4 separate regions of the Sus scrofa genome follow, and all the other regions are linked to region 4. The links are chromatin contacts, called in public Hi-C and targeted proximity ligation maps. All regions are on one chromosome and are shown on one strand. The core of a region is the stretch at or near the end of the contact, and the rest is flanking DNA. Distances in the headings are between cores, read along the strand shown. Region 1 holds the start of GLMP (glycosylated lysosomal membrane protein). Region 2 has its middle 15 kb from the start of MIR9-1. Region 3 holds the start of RXFP4 (relaxin/insulin like family peptide receptor 4). Region 4 holds the start of SEMA4A (semaphorin-4A).

What was found. A called contact is a pair of places that touch in the nucleus more often than the background predicts.
Region 1: a targeted proximity ligation map of alveolar macrophages shows a contact between it and region 4. A contact is called at or near these places in 2 of 5 promoter capture datasets (fetal liver and liver), 2 of 47 Hi-C or Micro-C datasets (embryonic fibroblasts and skeletal muscle) and 1 of 2 datasets of targeted methods (alveolar macrophages).
Region 2: a contact with region 4 is called in a Hi-C map of retroperitoneal adipose tissue, with 2.2 times the contacts expected there. A contact is called at or near these places in 1 of 5 promoter capture datasets (fetal liver), 14 of 47 Hi-C or Micro-C datasets (alveolar macrophages, embryonic fibroblasts, fetal heart ventricle and 11 more) and 1 of 2 datasets of targeted methods (alveolar macrophages).
Region 3: a targeted proximity ligation map of alveolar macrophages shows a contact between it and region 4. A contact is called at or near these places in 4 of 47 Hi-C or Micro-C datasets (embryonic fibroblasts, liver, retroperitoneal adipose tissue and 1 more) and 2 of 2 datasets of targeted methods (alveolar macrophages and skeletal muscle).

The regions. Positions count from the first base shown.
Region 1 is chr4:93,757,568-93,760,779 of Sscrofa11.1, forward strand. GLMP (glycosylated lysosomal membrane protein) reads left to right here and starts at 1,372. Exons shown (of 5, transcript XM_005663295.3): 1 at 1,372-1,534; 2 at 2,479-2,679; 3 at 2,801-3,019. The coding sequence starts at 1,415.
Region 2 is chr4:93,644,152-93,647,110 of Sscrofa11.1, forward strand. No RefSeq gene overlaps it. Among named protein-coding and RNA genes, the nearest start is that of MIR9-1, 15 kb to the right of the region's middle.
Region 3 is chr4:94,083,628-94,086,788 of Sscrofa11.1, forward strand. It overlaps RXFP4 (relaxin/insulin like family peptide receptor 4), which reads right to left and starts at 1,468. Exons shown (of 1, transcript NM_001005844.1): 1 at 347-1,468. The coding sequence starts at 1,468. The coding sequence ends at 347.
Region 4 is chr4:93,891,243-93,894,277 of Sscrofa11.1, forward strand. It overlaps SEMA4A (semaphorin-4A), which reads right to left and starts at 1,753. Exons shown (of 15, transcript XM_021089686.1): 1 at 1,678-1,753.

The sequences.
Region 1 (3,212 bases), core at 122-2,621, 130 kb before region 4:
GGACCCAGGTTGCAGAGGAGAAGGGGTGATAATCCTTTGGTACCTTACGAATATTATACCATGTGCATTTATTTTTAGTCAAATAATTTTAGGATTAGGCTAAAAAAAAAAACCCAAATCAAAAAGTGCATTCAGTGGAGTTCCCGTCGTGGCGCAGTGGTTAACGAATCCGACTAGGAACCATGAGGTTGTGGGTTCGATCCCTGCCCTTGCTCAGTGGGTTAACGATCCGGCGTTGCTGTGAGCTGTGGTGTAGGTTGCAGACGTGGCTCGGATCCCGCGTTGGTGTGGCTCTGGCGTAGGCCAGTGGCTACAGCTCCGATTCAACCCCTAGCCTGGGAACCTCCATATGCCGCGGGAGCGGCCCAAGAAGTAGCAACAATAACAACAACAACAACAACAAAAAGGCAAAAGACAAAAAAAAAAAAAAAAAGTGCATTCAGGAGTTCCCATCGTGGCGCAGTGGTTAACGAATCTGACTAGGAACCATGAGGTTGCGGGTTCGATCCCTGCCCCTGCTCAGTGGGTTAACAATCCGACTGTGAGCTGTGGTGTAGGTTGCAGACTCAGCTTGGATCCTGCGCTGCTGTGGCTCTGGCATAGGCCGGCAGCTACAGCTCTGATTTGACCCCTAGCCTGGGAACCTCCCATATGCCGCTGGAGTGGCCCAAGAAATGGCAAAAAGACAAAAAAAAAAAAAAGCATTTGTTTAGCCAGACATCAACTCCCTTTGAAAAATACTGCTTTCATTTTCTATTTTCTGAAGTTTCTTTTCTCAACCATAAAATTGTGAGCTCTTCCAGACAAGAATGTGCATACCTGGAAACTCAGTAAATAGTAATAATTGACAAAAAGTTCCCTCTGAGGTGTGCTATCCCCTGCCCCCACCGCCCCACATTCCTTCAAATTTCCTCTGTGCCTTCCCTGCCTCAGAGTCGTTTTGCAGATTCCATTTGAATCTTGAATCCAGACAACATGCCCACTTACAGCTTAGTTTAGTGGGACAGTTGGGTAGGAGAGGTTGGGAATATTTGGGAATATGTCTGCCAATCTAGGCCAGGATGACTTGCTTGCCAGCTCAGTTGGGGATGATGAACAATGCTTAACTTTTTTTTTTTTTTCCCTTTTTTGCCACACGGTCAGTGTGCGGAAATTCCTGGGCCAGGGATCGAACCTACGCCGCACAGCAGCAACCAGAGCCACAGCAGTGAGAACATAGGATTCTCAACGCGCTAGGCCATCAGAGAACTCTCCGCTTAACCTTTCTGATTCTATTCTCACGCAAGCCTAAATCTGAGTTAAGGGAGGCGGTCTCTTTAAGAACTGCTGTGATGGCCCCGCCCTTTAAAGAGATCAGCTGAATCTCTGAGTCATATGACCCAGCGTCTCTTCCGCCCTCTGAAGTTAGAACTGCATGGGTAGCTGTGAGGAGCCCTGCCGGGGTTGGGGGCACTATGTCCCCAGCCCCGTGCTCCTCCTGAGTCTACTTCTGACAGCAGCTCCTTTTGGCCTGCTGGGGGAGGAAACCCGCCAGGTGAGGGACTAGAGCAATCCTGTTTCAGGATGTGCTGCCTTGAAGGGTGGTTGGAATCTAGGATAACCGAGAGGTGGGGGTGGAGGGTGCTTGCATTGAGAAGAGTTTCTTCAACCCTGGGGGTGGGGACAGCCATGGATCATGGGACAGAATTGAGAAGTAGGATGTATGAGGGCTTCCTGTCTTCCCGGGAAATCTGAACTCTGACTTAGCCCTGAGTAAGCCAGATCCAGGCAAGTATTGGATTTTTTTTTTTTTTTTCTTCTCTCAGCCCTGTGTCCTTATCTCTCCACTAGAGTCAAGGCCGTTTTCTCTACCCACCTCTCCTTACAGCAGGAATCTCTTAGCTCCCACAAGCATTGCTCTTGCCTAGGCCCCAAGGTCCCACCGTTTCCCCATCATTTCCCAAGCCCCCTTCCCTGTCCCCAAACATCTGCCCTGTGTCTCTCCCTGATCCTGTTCCCTTGACCCTCCCACTACTCCATGTTCTAGGTGTCTCTGGAGGTCATCTCTGACGGGCTGGACCCTCCCCAGAACCTGCTTCATATCCATGCAGTGGGTACCAACTCCACACTGCACTATGTGTGGAGCAGCCTAGGGCCCCCAGCAGTGCTACTAGTGGCCACCAATACCCCCCACAGCACCCTGCGTGTGAACTGGAGCCTCCTGATCTCCTCTGACCCTGAAGGGAGCTTGATGGTGCTCCCCAAAGACAGCATCCAATTTTCTTCTGCCGTTGTCTTTACCAGGGTGAGGAGGTTGGGGGAAACCGAAGGGAATCAGTACAGAGGAGAGACTTCATTTGAGTTAGAGAAACTGAAGACTGGGGGTAGATGAAATAGAGGTATGAGAGCCGGGGGTGGGGGGCAGTGACTTGGGGGGTGGTGACTCAGGAGAAACCTGGACTCTGGCAAGCCCAGTCCCTCCTCACCCCCACCCGCCAGCTGTTTGAATTTGACAGCACCAACACATCCGATGCAGTGACAAAGCCTCCAAGAAAATCGTATCCTCCGTATTCCTTGGCTGAGTTCTCTTGGAACAACATCACTGATTCATTGGATCCTGCCACCCTGAGTGCCACATTTCGAGGCCACCCCATTCACGACCCTACCGGGGCTTTTGCCAATGGCAGCTTGGCCCTCAGGGTAAGGGTATGGGGAATCAGAACTCAAAAGGCTGGTTGATAAGGGTGGGAGTTGATGAGGGTCGCCTTCAAACACAGGTATCTGCCTGCTTCCCACGCCTCCCATGCCTCTTCCATCCTAGGTGCAGGCATTCTCCAAATCTGGCCGACCAGCACAACCCCCTCGCCTCCTGCACACAGCGGACACCTGCCAGCTAGAGGTGGCTCTGGTTGGGGCCACTCCCCGGGGAAACCGCTCCCTGTTTGGGCTGGAGGTAGCCACCTTGAGCCAGGGCCCTGACTGCCCCTCAGTGCAGGAGCAGCGCTCCATCGATGATGAATATGCACCCGCTGTCTTCCAGGTCAGGCTTCCTGCAGAGAGGTGGATGGGTGGGAGGCAAAGAGGGATCCAGTTAGGACCTCAGAGAATCATTCAACCATTTGCACTTAGCAACACTATTCAGTTCCTTGAAGTACTGGGCACTGTGGTAATGAATTTAGTCCAGTCTCTGCCCTCAGCAGAGAGGCCAGTCAGAAGGTGGTACAGTGTGACTA
Region 2 (2,959 bases), core at 85-2,584, 250 kb before region 4:
GGGATCTCGGAATCGGCTCTGCACCTTGATCGAAGGACTTCAGCTTGCTGGGTCTGTCTCTTAGGCACCTTCTCCCTGCCCTAAGATGTTAGAGCTTCCCTAGTGCCTCACAGTCTCTATGTCTCCTTTCTTTGCTTCTGAGAGCCACAGACAGTTCTGCAGGGTTTACATGTTTCTAACTCTCTAGAGCCTATTGCAGGCTACTGAGTTGTGGCCTTTCCATCTGCTACTGGAAACCCATGGTCTAAATGCAGAATTTGGCAGCTTTGGCAAAAGTGCTTGAGGGAAAGAGGTGTCAGGGCCTCTGGCCAAACTCCTTGAGCTGCCTGCTGCCCTTCCACCACCTTTTCTCTCTCTCTTTTCCATTATGTATCTCTCTGTTTCCTTCTCTCCAGCATCTCTTCCTCTCTTATCCACCCCTATCTTGGCCTCCTCTTTTCTTCTCTGTCTCTCACATCGTCCTTCTCCTCCACTTGCCAGGCTCCCCTTACCCTTACATCCTAGCTTCTCCCGGTTATTAATTACTCAGCCCCCAGTCCCCGCACCACAGTCAGGACTTCCCGCCTGGGGCTGGAGCCCTGAGCCGCTGCAGGGAGCGGCGCGGCCGCAGATCCCCAGTCCCCCACTCTCACCCAGCTAGGGTTTTCCCGACGACGCTCTGCTGAGCACCGCGAGGGTCTACAAGGGCCTTCGGCCAAGAATACGAACCTTAGGGACAACTGACCCTGCCAGGCGGGGGATCTGAGGATCATTTTTTGTTTTATTTTCCCCGGCGATGGGTTCAGCAGCAGAGGTGAGGGGCAGCGGAGGTATGGGGTCCTCAGTGCCGCCGCTGTTGGACTTGGGGAGTGGGGACTAACAGACCCTCCAGCGGAGTTTTTCGCCCGACCCGGGTCCCAGGAGCTGGCGGGGAGCAGAGGAGGCCCCGCGGGCTGGGCTTCGGCCCGGCCGCAGCTGCCGGGATCCCCGAAGCTCTCAAACGCCGCGTCGCCCCGTCTAGGCCCCCTTTCGCCTCGGGCGCCTTGGAGCCTTTTCTTTTCCATTTTGTTTCCTTGCCTTTTCCGTAATTTAGTTTAACATTTTAAATGCCTTTGGTGTGTTTCCTTTTTATTTCATTTAGTGTTATTTTATCGCTTTTGTTTTAACGTTTTATTTCTTTTCAAGTGGGTTTTGTTTTTCCTTTTTCTCTGTTTCCGATTCTCTATTTTCTTCTGCTCACTTCTCGCCTCCCTCGGCTCTTCTCGTGCTTTCATTTCCTCTCCTGGGCGCCCGCGGCAGTGCGACCCCAGCGTCCGGCGGCTTCCGTGGTCGTCCCGCCTTGGGGAGGAAGCGAGGGTGCTCCCACGCCTTGCCCTTCCCACCCGGAGCCCCCTTGGCGCCGTCCGGCGAGCCCGAGCCCCGCATCGCTGCGGAGCCTGGACTTTGTCGGAAGCGGGAGCCGAAGCCGCTGCTGCCCGCGAAAGCGGCGGTAAGAGGCAGGGGCGCCGGCGGGGGCTGCACGGGCGTGCTCCGGCCTGGCTTTGACCGGGCCCAGGGACAGAGGCACAGACCCGCAGTTCACGCGTAGAGGCCACAGATCCACACACACTGGGATTCGGGGGCCCGCAGACCAACGTCCACGAACTACACAGACACGGAGCCTCACAGCCGACTCAAGGGCGCGCGCGTTCACAGCACTCACCTACAAACACAGCGAGATCAACAAATGTCACACTTACAGCCCCAAACCACACACACACACACACACACACACACACACACACACACACACAAAGCGCGGAGATGCGGGAAGACACACATACTGCAGCTCCGAGGGATTTCAATGCTAACTCAAAGCAATGGTGACCCTGGGGAGAGCATAGGCTGTGGGAAAGGAACCTGCCTGGTCTCATCAGCAGGCACAGCAGTAGCCGTGTCCACAGCCACCCAGTGTTCAGTGCCTCTGCCTAGATTCAGGTTGTGGGGCTCCAGAGGTGAGGAATATTGCCTGCTTGTTTAGCTGAGAGATCCAGCCCCAACCCAAGAGCCTGAGCCCCAGAAATGAGCATCAGACCTAAAGAACCCTCTGTGAAGCAGACAGAAGCGGGCACTGCACCAAGAAAATGGCACCATGTTAGAGTATAAAGCAGGCATGGGATATGTGTGCCAGTATGTATTCTGTGCCACATGTATCACACACAGTGCCAGTGTTTGGCCAGGTGCCCACATGGAGACCATTATTTTTGTGAAAATGAGCAGAGGAGATGTATATGGTTCTAAGAATAAAAGTAACATATGTATACAAATATAGGTACCAATACACACTTAAGGAGATGTCAAGTAGAAAATCTCACCAGCTCATAGGTTTTGTTATCAAGCTGGCGTGCTAGCCTGAGCCTCTGTGGCAAGGTCTGTCTCCTTTCCAGGGCAGCCGCGATTGTTTGGTGCCATGGGAACTCTATGGGGAAAGACTGGTTTGTGGGAGAAACAGGCGTATCTGATATATTATCAAGCCATAAAAAGGGGAGTTTTGGCAGCTTTAGCAGGGGGGTGGGGGGAAATTTTGGGGTAAAAGACTATCTGAATTGCACCGCAGAAGTCCTAGTTTTGGAAGATGCCCTGGGCCATAGCAGCACCAGTGGTGGCCAGACATGCTGGATGATAGTGGAGCCTGACTGCAGGCAGGTGTCGGTACATATAGACGGTGCCAGGTAAAAACATAAACGTGTTCATGCCATACGCAAACCCACTCCATGCACAGACAGCTCCTGACAACCCCACAGGGCAATGTGTGGTTTACAGATGTCCAATTGGATTGCTAGGGAGATTAATTTTGTAGGAGAGAAGATAAGATATTTATGTGCACACACAGAGCTCCATAGGTTTGGAGTTCAGTGACATTACAGGAAATCCACAGCAGCAGGAAAGTGCCTAGCTCAAAATAGAAACACCAAGAGGGCGAATCCCCATCGAGGAATGC
Region 3 (3,161 bases), core at 218-2,717, 190 kb after region 4:
AAAGTTCACAGGAGGCAGACACGGGACAAAGAATCCTTTAGGCCACACTGACCTGGAGGTGGAACCAGGATGAAAGGTGCACACACTTTGTGGATGCTCCAGAGGTTTATTCTCAGATCCTCTTCATTCCCATCTCCACGTGGAGACTTCTGGTTCTTCCTACCCAGCCCTGATCTGGGCCCCGGCCTCCCCCATTCTCCCACTGCCAGACTTGGGGATCAAAGATCAGACTCTCCCTGAGAGCGTTACATTACAGCAGAGAAGCCAGCTTTTCTCTCCCTGGGATGCGTGGATCCTGCACCTGACCTGGCAGACCCCCAGAAAGAGGGGGATTAGCTTGCTCCCTTCACCCAGCTGTCCCTTTGTCCCGGTTGGTGGGCATGGCAGAAGGGCCACCATCCCTAGGGGTGATCTCCTCCCACCGCCTGCCCACTTCCTTTAGGGCCACCTGTTCCACCCAGCCCCGGCCCTGCGGCCACAGCCTTGCTCTCAGGTCCCTGAAGGTGACTTCCAGGGCCCGCCGGGGCTCCCGCCTTAGGAGGCAGTACAGCACAGGGTTGAGGCAGCTGTTGCTGTGTGCCAGGCAGGTGGTGACAGGGAAGACATAGGTATGGATGGTGTAGAAAGTGCTGTCCCAGGGCACCAAGTCAAACTTCACCAGGACACCCCAGAAAGTGACCACATGGTTGGGGAACCAGCAGAGGAAGAAGGAAGCCAGAAGGATGCGGATGGAGCGGGCCACAACCCTGTTGTCCTGCCGTCGCTGTCGCCGCCGTCGCAGGAAGGCCAGCAGCAGCAGGTAGCTGGTGGTGATGATGCCCAGTGGCACCATAAAGGCCAGGACCACCCTCTGCAGCTGGTAGGCCCCCAGCCAATACCTGCTGGGAAAGCGCAGCAGACACAACCGCACGCCACACAACTCGCCCTCAGCCCCAAAGACAGCCGTGGGCACCGTCACCAGGGCAGCTGCTACCCACACTGCCAGGGTGGCCACACGGGCCCAGAAGAGCGAGAGGTGGGTACCTGGTCCCCCAGCCATGGCCACCACCCAGTATCGGGCAACACTCAGCGCCGTGATGAGGAAGATGCTGGCATAGATGTTGAGGACGGTGGCTGTCAGGATCATCTTGCAGAGGGCACCTCCGAAGGGCCAGTGGAAGTCCAGCGCCGACTCAGCTGCCCAGAAGGGAAGAGTGAGTGCCAGCCCCAGGTCTGCCAGAGCCAGATTGAAGACAAAAGTGTCAGAAGGTGGGCAAGGGGCTCTCCGAGCGCAGTTACCCAGCACCCACAGCACAGCCAAATTTCCCAGTAAGCCGACGGCCCCCACAAGCCCATAGGCCAGGGCAACCATGACCCTCAGGGCTAGGAATCCAACAGGCATCGTTGCATCATCAGCACTCAGCACGCTGCCTCCAGACGCATTGACCCAGAAAGCGGGCAGGGGGGCAGAGGTATTGGGTGTGGGCATCGCAGGGCATCAGATGTCAGTGGTGCAGGGCAGAGGGGCCAGCGAGTGTCTGCCAGGCTGGTAGGGGCCGCCTAGGGCGCTCTGCAGGTTGCTGTAGATCTGAGCGCTTCTCTGCTTCTCTGGGGCCTCTGGCTGCCTGGAGGCCCAGCCCACGGTCATACCTCATAGGGCGGGTCCTGGAGGGACAACCTGCCTCTTCTCTGTTGGTCTTGGGGTGGGTGGGGCAGGGTGAGGGAGGACCAGAACCCTGGGATAAGTGCGTGCGTGCGTGCGTGCCTGCGTGCGTGCGTGTGTCTCCATGCAGAAGAGAGGGAATGGGGAAGGGGAAATTATCCCACTATGAAGGGCAGCCCCAAGCCTCCACCCAGGGAGGGGACCAGAGATACCCCATCTGAGGGATGGCAGGAACCAAACTATAACCCCCTCTATTCCTAACTGTTCAGGGGCCCCCTTCTCTGCAGAAAGTGCTCCCTGGGCACCTGGGGAGGTGGGCTGGGAGGGGGCGTAGGGGCAGGCAAGGCTCTGGAGTCCCAATTCTACTACCACTCTGTGACTTTAGTGAATTTCTTCCCTCCTCTGAACCTCAGTTTCCTTACTTAAATTTTTCAAATTAAAATCTCTCTTCACGGGATTAGTGTGATAAAATGAGATGACACATATGAAAGGGCACTTTGTGCCTTGCTATTTGCACAAATGGTTATTATTTCAAAGGAAAAGTTGGGGGCCTTTGTGGCAGAAGGGAGCAAGGTACTAAGCAGTTATTAACACCATGGCCAGGGAACAGCGCCAACGAAAACACAGGTTGGAATTCGTTGCAGCAGCAAGTGACCTTGAGGCTAAAAGCAGGGAAGAAAAGGGGAGAGGAAGTCACAGCTTCCTGTTCCCTCCCCACTGGGAATGCAGCCTATGAGGACCTGAGTGGCCCTGGGGCATGCCCTTGGTTCTCTTCCTGCTAAGAAGTCCTGCTAGCCTCGATCACTAACGCCCACAGCCATTTCACACTTTCCTGCTCTAATCTGAGGTCAATGGTGCCTCCATTCTCTCCTCCAACCCCCAAACCGCGTTTCAGAGCTGCGGATGCTGAGATACACCTTCACCACACCCCATCCTGTCTCCTCATGATCTCAGTCCTAATTGGAAAAAATGCCTCAATGGGTCCTTCCCTTTTGTGCCCATAGCCCTAACCGTTGCAGAATTTGCTGTGATGAGAGAAAGGAGAGGAGATGGGGGTGTGGAGGGCAGGGTGCAGATAAAGGAATAATGCTTTTTCAAGGATTCCAAAATATTCAACACCTTCCTGCCCTGTGCCAACCCATTAAGATGTTTGATGTTCAGTTCCCTTGAATGCTGGGGGAGGAGAGGAGCCCTGTCAGGATAATCAACAGCTGGTCTGAGGAACCCTATAGGAGAAGCCCAGAGGTGAAAGAGATCCAGACTGCGTGCCAGGATGTTTGGGTCCTTCAGCAAGGGATACGTGTGAAGTGGTTAGCAGAAGGGGAGTGCCCAGCCCAAGTTCAGGTGAGCCCCAGGGGTCACCTGCTGGCCTCAGGGAGTGCTCCTGCGTGACTTCATGCCAATCACTCTGTCTCTCAGGGCCATGTTTACACTCCCACCCATCCAGCATCACCTTGCCAATCTGGCAGCCAAGGTGTCTTTTAATGCTTTGGACTTATTTTCTCTTGGTTTGAGAAAC
Region 4 (3,035 bases), core at 503-3,002:
AGCTTCTCTGTTGGTAAAATGAAAAGTTGAAAAATCCCCTTCCAGGTTGGCTCGTCTCAGCCTGTGGGAAGACTATGAAAAAGGTACCAGGGGCTGGGGAACAAGAGCCCTGGATCCCAGGCCTGGATACCTATAACTTGCTGTGTGATCCTAGGCAGGGCACTTGCCCTCTCTGATTCACATAGGTAAAATTGTGGTTTTCCAGCCCACCTGAGCTTGGCTCATCTCTAGACTTAGTATTTTTAGGAAGAAGGAAGTGAGTGTGCTGTTGCAGGCCCAGGGCAGAGGGTTTTACAGGCCAAGCCTGCTTCCCCTTTAGGTCTGGGTTGGGGCAATGGGTGAGCATTTCTGTCTGGGGCAGGGCAAGAAGGACATGGGCTGAAAGCAGAAGTGGACTCTGAGCAGAACTGCTATCACATTCCCACCACTTCCTGACACGCCATCCTCTGTGCCCTCAGCTCCGAGGCCTTGGGGACTAGTGTGCCTACTTCAGGCTCTTCTCCCTCAGGACTGGGACCCATGGCAGGAGGGGAAGGGCTGACTTGCAATCAGGTGGCAGGGACACTGAACTAGGACTGTAACAGGAAGTTGGACTGCAGAAAGCCTTTACACCTGGGGTGGGGGGGGTCCTTGGGTCCCTGCCCCGAGTCCCTTCCCCTTTAGGGGAACTGGGCCCAGTCCTGCCACAGAGTGGCAGAACTAGAACAGGCTACATTTGCAAAATAAACCAGGGGAGTAGAGTAGAGGAGTCTACAGGCCCCCGGGCTCCACTTCATTCCAGGTTACCCAGCTGGGCTTTTGGGAGCCTCTCCTGGCTCTGATATGTGGAAATCAAAATATCCAGGAAAGAAGTTCCCGTTGTGGCACAGCAGAAACGAATCCAGAAACACGGTTTCAATCCCTGGCCTCGCTCAGTGGGTTAAGGATCCTGTGTTGCCATGAGCTGTGGGGTAGGTCGTGGATGCGGCTCAGATCCCGTGTTGCTGTGGCTGTGGTGTAGGCCAGCAGCTGCAGCTCCGATGATTTGACACCTAGTGTGGGAACTTCCATATGTCTCGGGTGCAGTCCTAAAAACAAACAAACAAACAAAAAGCAAAAACTTCCAGTAAAGAGCTAAGTTGTCTTGTTGAGGGGGGCAGGGACTTAGACCCGGGTGCTGGCCAAGGCTGTAGTTACAAAGTTGCTGGGGTGAGCTGGACACCCAAGTTCCCATGTCTAGTTGTCTGGGGTAGAGAAGGACAGAGAACCTTTCTGCAGCCTAACCTCTATTTCTCCTGCCATGACCCACACAACTCCATTTCCTCTGGTTTGCTCAGCCTCAGTTTCCCCATCTGTGGAAGACAAGGGGTCAGGATCCTATGTCTTTAATTTCAGGAGACGCAGGGGGGTGGTTGAATGGAGGTTAGCAAATGAAGGTCCCAGAAAAATACGAAGGGGGAGTGGAGGGTGAGGAGACCCAGGCATCCTGCCCTCTAGTCACTGTCCCCCAAGATCCTTAGGGCTGCCCTACCCGCTAGTCTGAGGCCCAAGCATCCTCCCAGAGGGCTCCCTACGTTATCCACTGGAGTTGGCACACAGATAGTTCATGTCCACAGCGCTAGGAAACTGGCCTCCCGCCTCCCCTCCACCCCACCCTGGGGACCGAGGTCCCCCTTCCCCACCCCTTTCAAGCCTTACCCCCAGCCCAGCAGTGGAGACCCTAACCCAGGCGTCCAAGGCTTCCAGCAGAGTCTGTACCGGGCAAGGGGCGGAGCAGAGGCGGGCAGGGCAGGGGGAGGGGGTGGGGGCCCTGCCAGCCCCCTCTGGTGCCCCAGTTCCCAGGCAGCTCTTAAAGGGACCAAGGAGAATTAGCCAGGGGCGGCTTAAGGGGGTAGAGGTAGAGAAAAGTGGGTGGCAGGGAGAGGATTAAGTCTGCCAGGGACAGGAAGGCCAGAGTGGGGGGTCCTGACACATCCTCTAGTCTTCTGGAAACCTCTAGACTCCTCAGTCTAGCCTGTCCCATGCGACACCCATCTTGACCACCCAGCCTATGATTACCACCCCCTCGAATCCTGGCCCCTATTCCTCTTGGGCCCTTGCCCACTTCCTCCCCTCCTCCGCCATATTCGTGTCACCTCAGTCTCCGGTGAGAGCTGCCAGCTGGCACTGACTGGTACTAAGCACGGAGAATCAGCCCAAGGATTGTAAGGGCCTGAGGCCCCGGGGGGGTGGGGGGGGAGCCAGCACCTCAAGGTCAATCTAGGGGGTGGAGGGTGGGGGCAGGTGGCACCTTCCTCTCCCAGCGGCCTCTCCATGTCTTCATCTGCTGCCCCTCTGGGTAGGAGCACTGAGACACCCGGGAGGCTGAGTGACAAAGGGTCCCTGCTCAGCCCCTCCCTCTCCCATCCCTGAGAGGCTATAGAAAAGGAAAATGACTTATCCAGTTACTTCTGGCCATGGAGGGGCAGGGGCAGCTGAGAGATATACACATATAAGGAGAGGGAAAAAGAAGTGGAAATGAAAGATAGCCGTGAGCAAGCGTGAAACCTCAGTTCTCATATCACTCAGCCTCAGACCAAAAATCCCCCCTGGCTCCCTCATGCCCATGGAATTTTTTTTTTTTTTGCCTTTTGTCTTTTTAGGGCCAAACCCACAGCATATGGAGGTTCCCAGGCTAGAAGTCCAATCGGAGCTGTAGCAACTGGCCTATACCACAGCTCATGGCAACACTGGATCTTTAACCCACTGAGCGAGGCCAGGGATCGAACCCACAATCCTCATGGATACTAGTTGGATTTGTTACCACTAAGCCACAGTGGGAACTCCCTATTTTATTAAATTTAGTCAGAGAAGGCTTTACTGGCTGGTGACATTTGAATAGAGACCTGAAACAAGCAGATATGTGATAGGAAACGTGGTCCAGGCAGAGGAAAACATTAGTGTAAATGTCCTGAGGCAGGTGTGTGCTTGGTGTGTTCTAGGAATTACCTGGGCAGTCACTGCAGCTTGAGTGGAGTGAGCATGAGGGAGAAGAGTGAGAAACCAGGTGGGGGTCA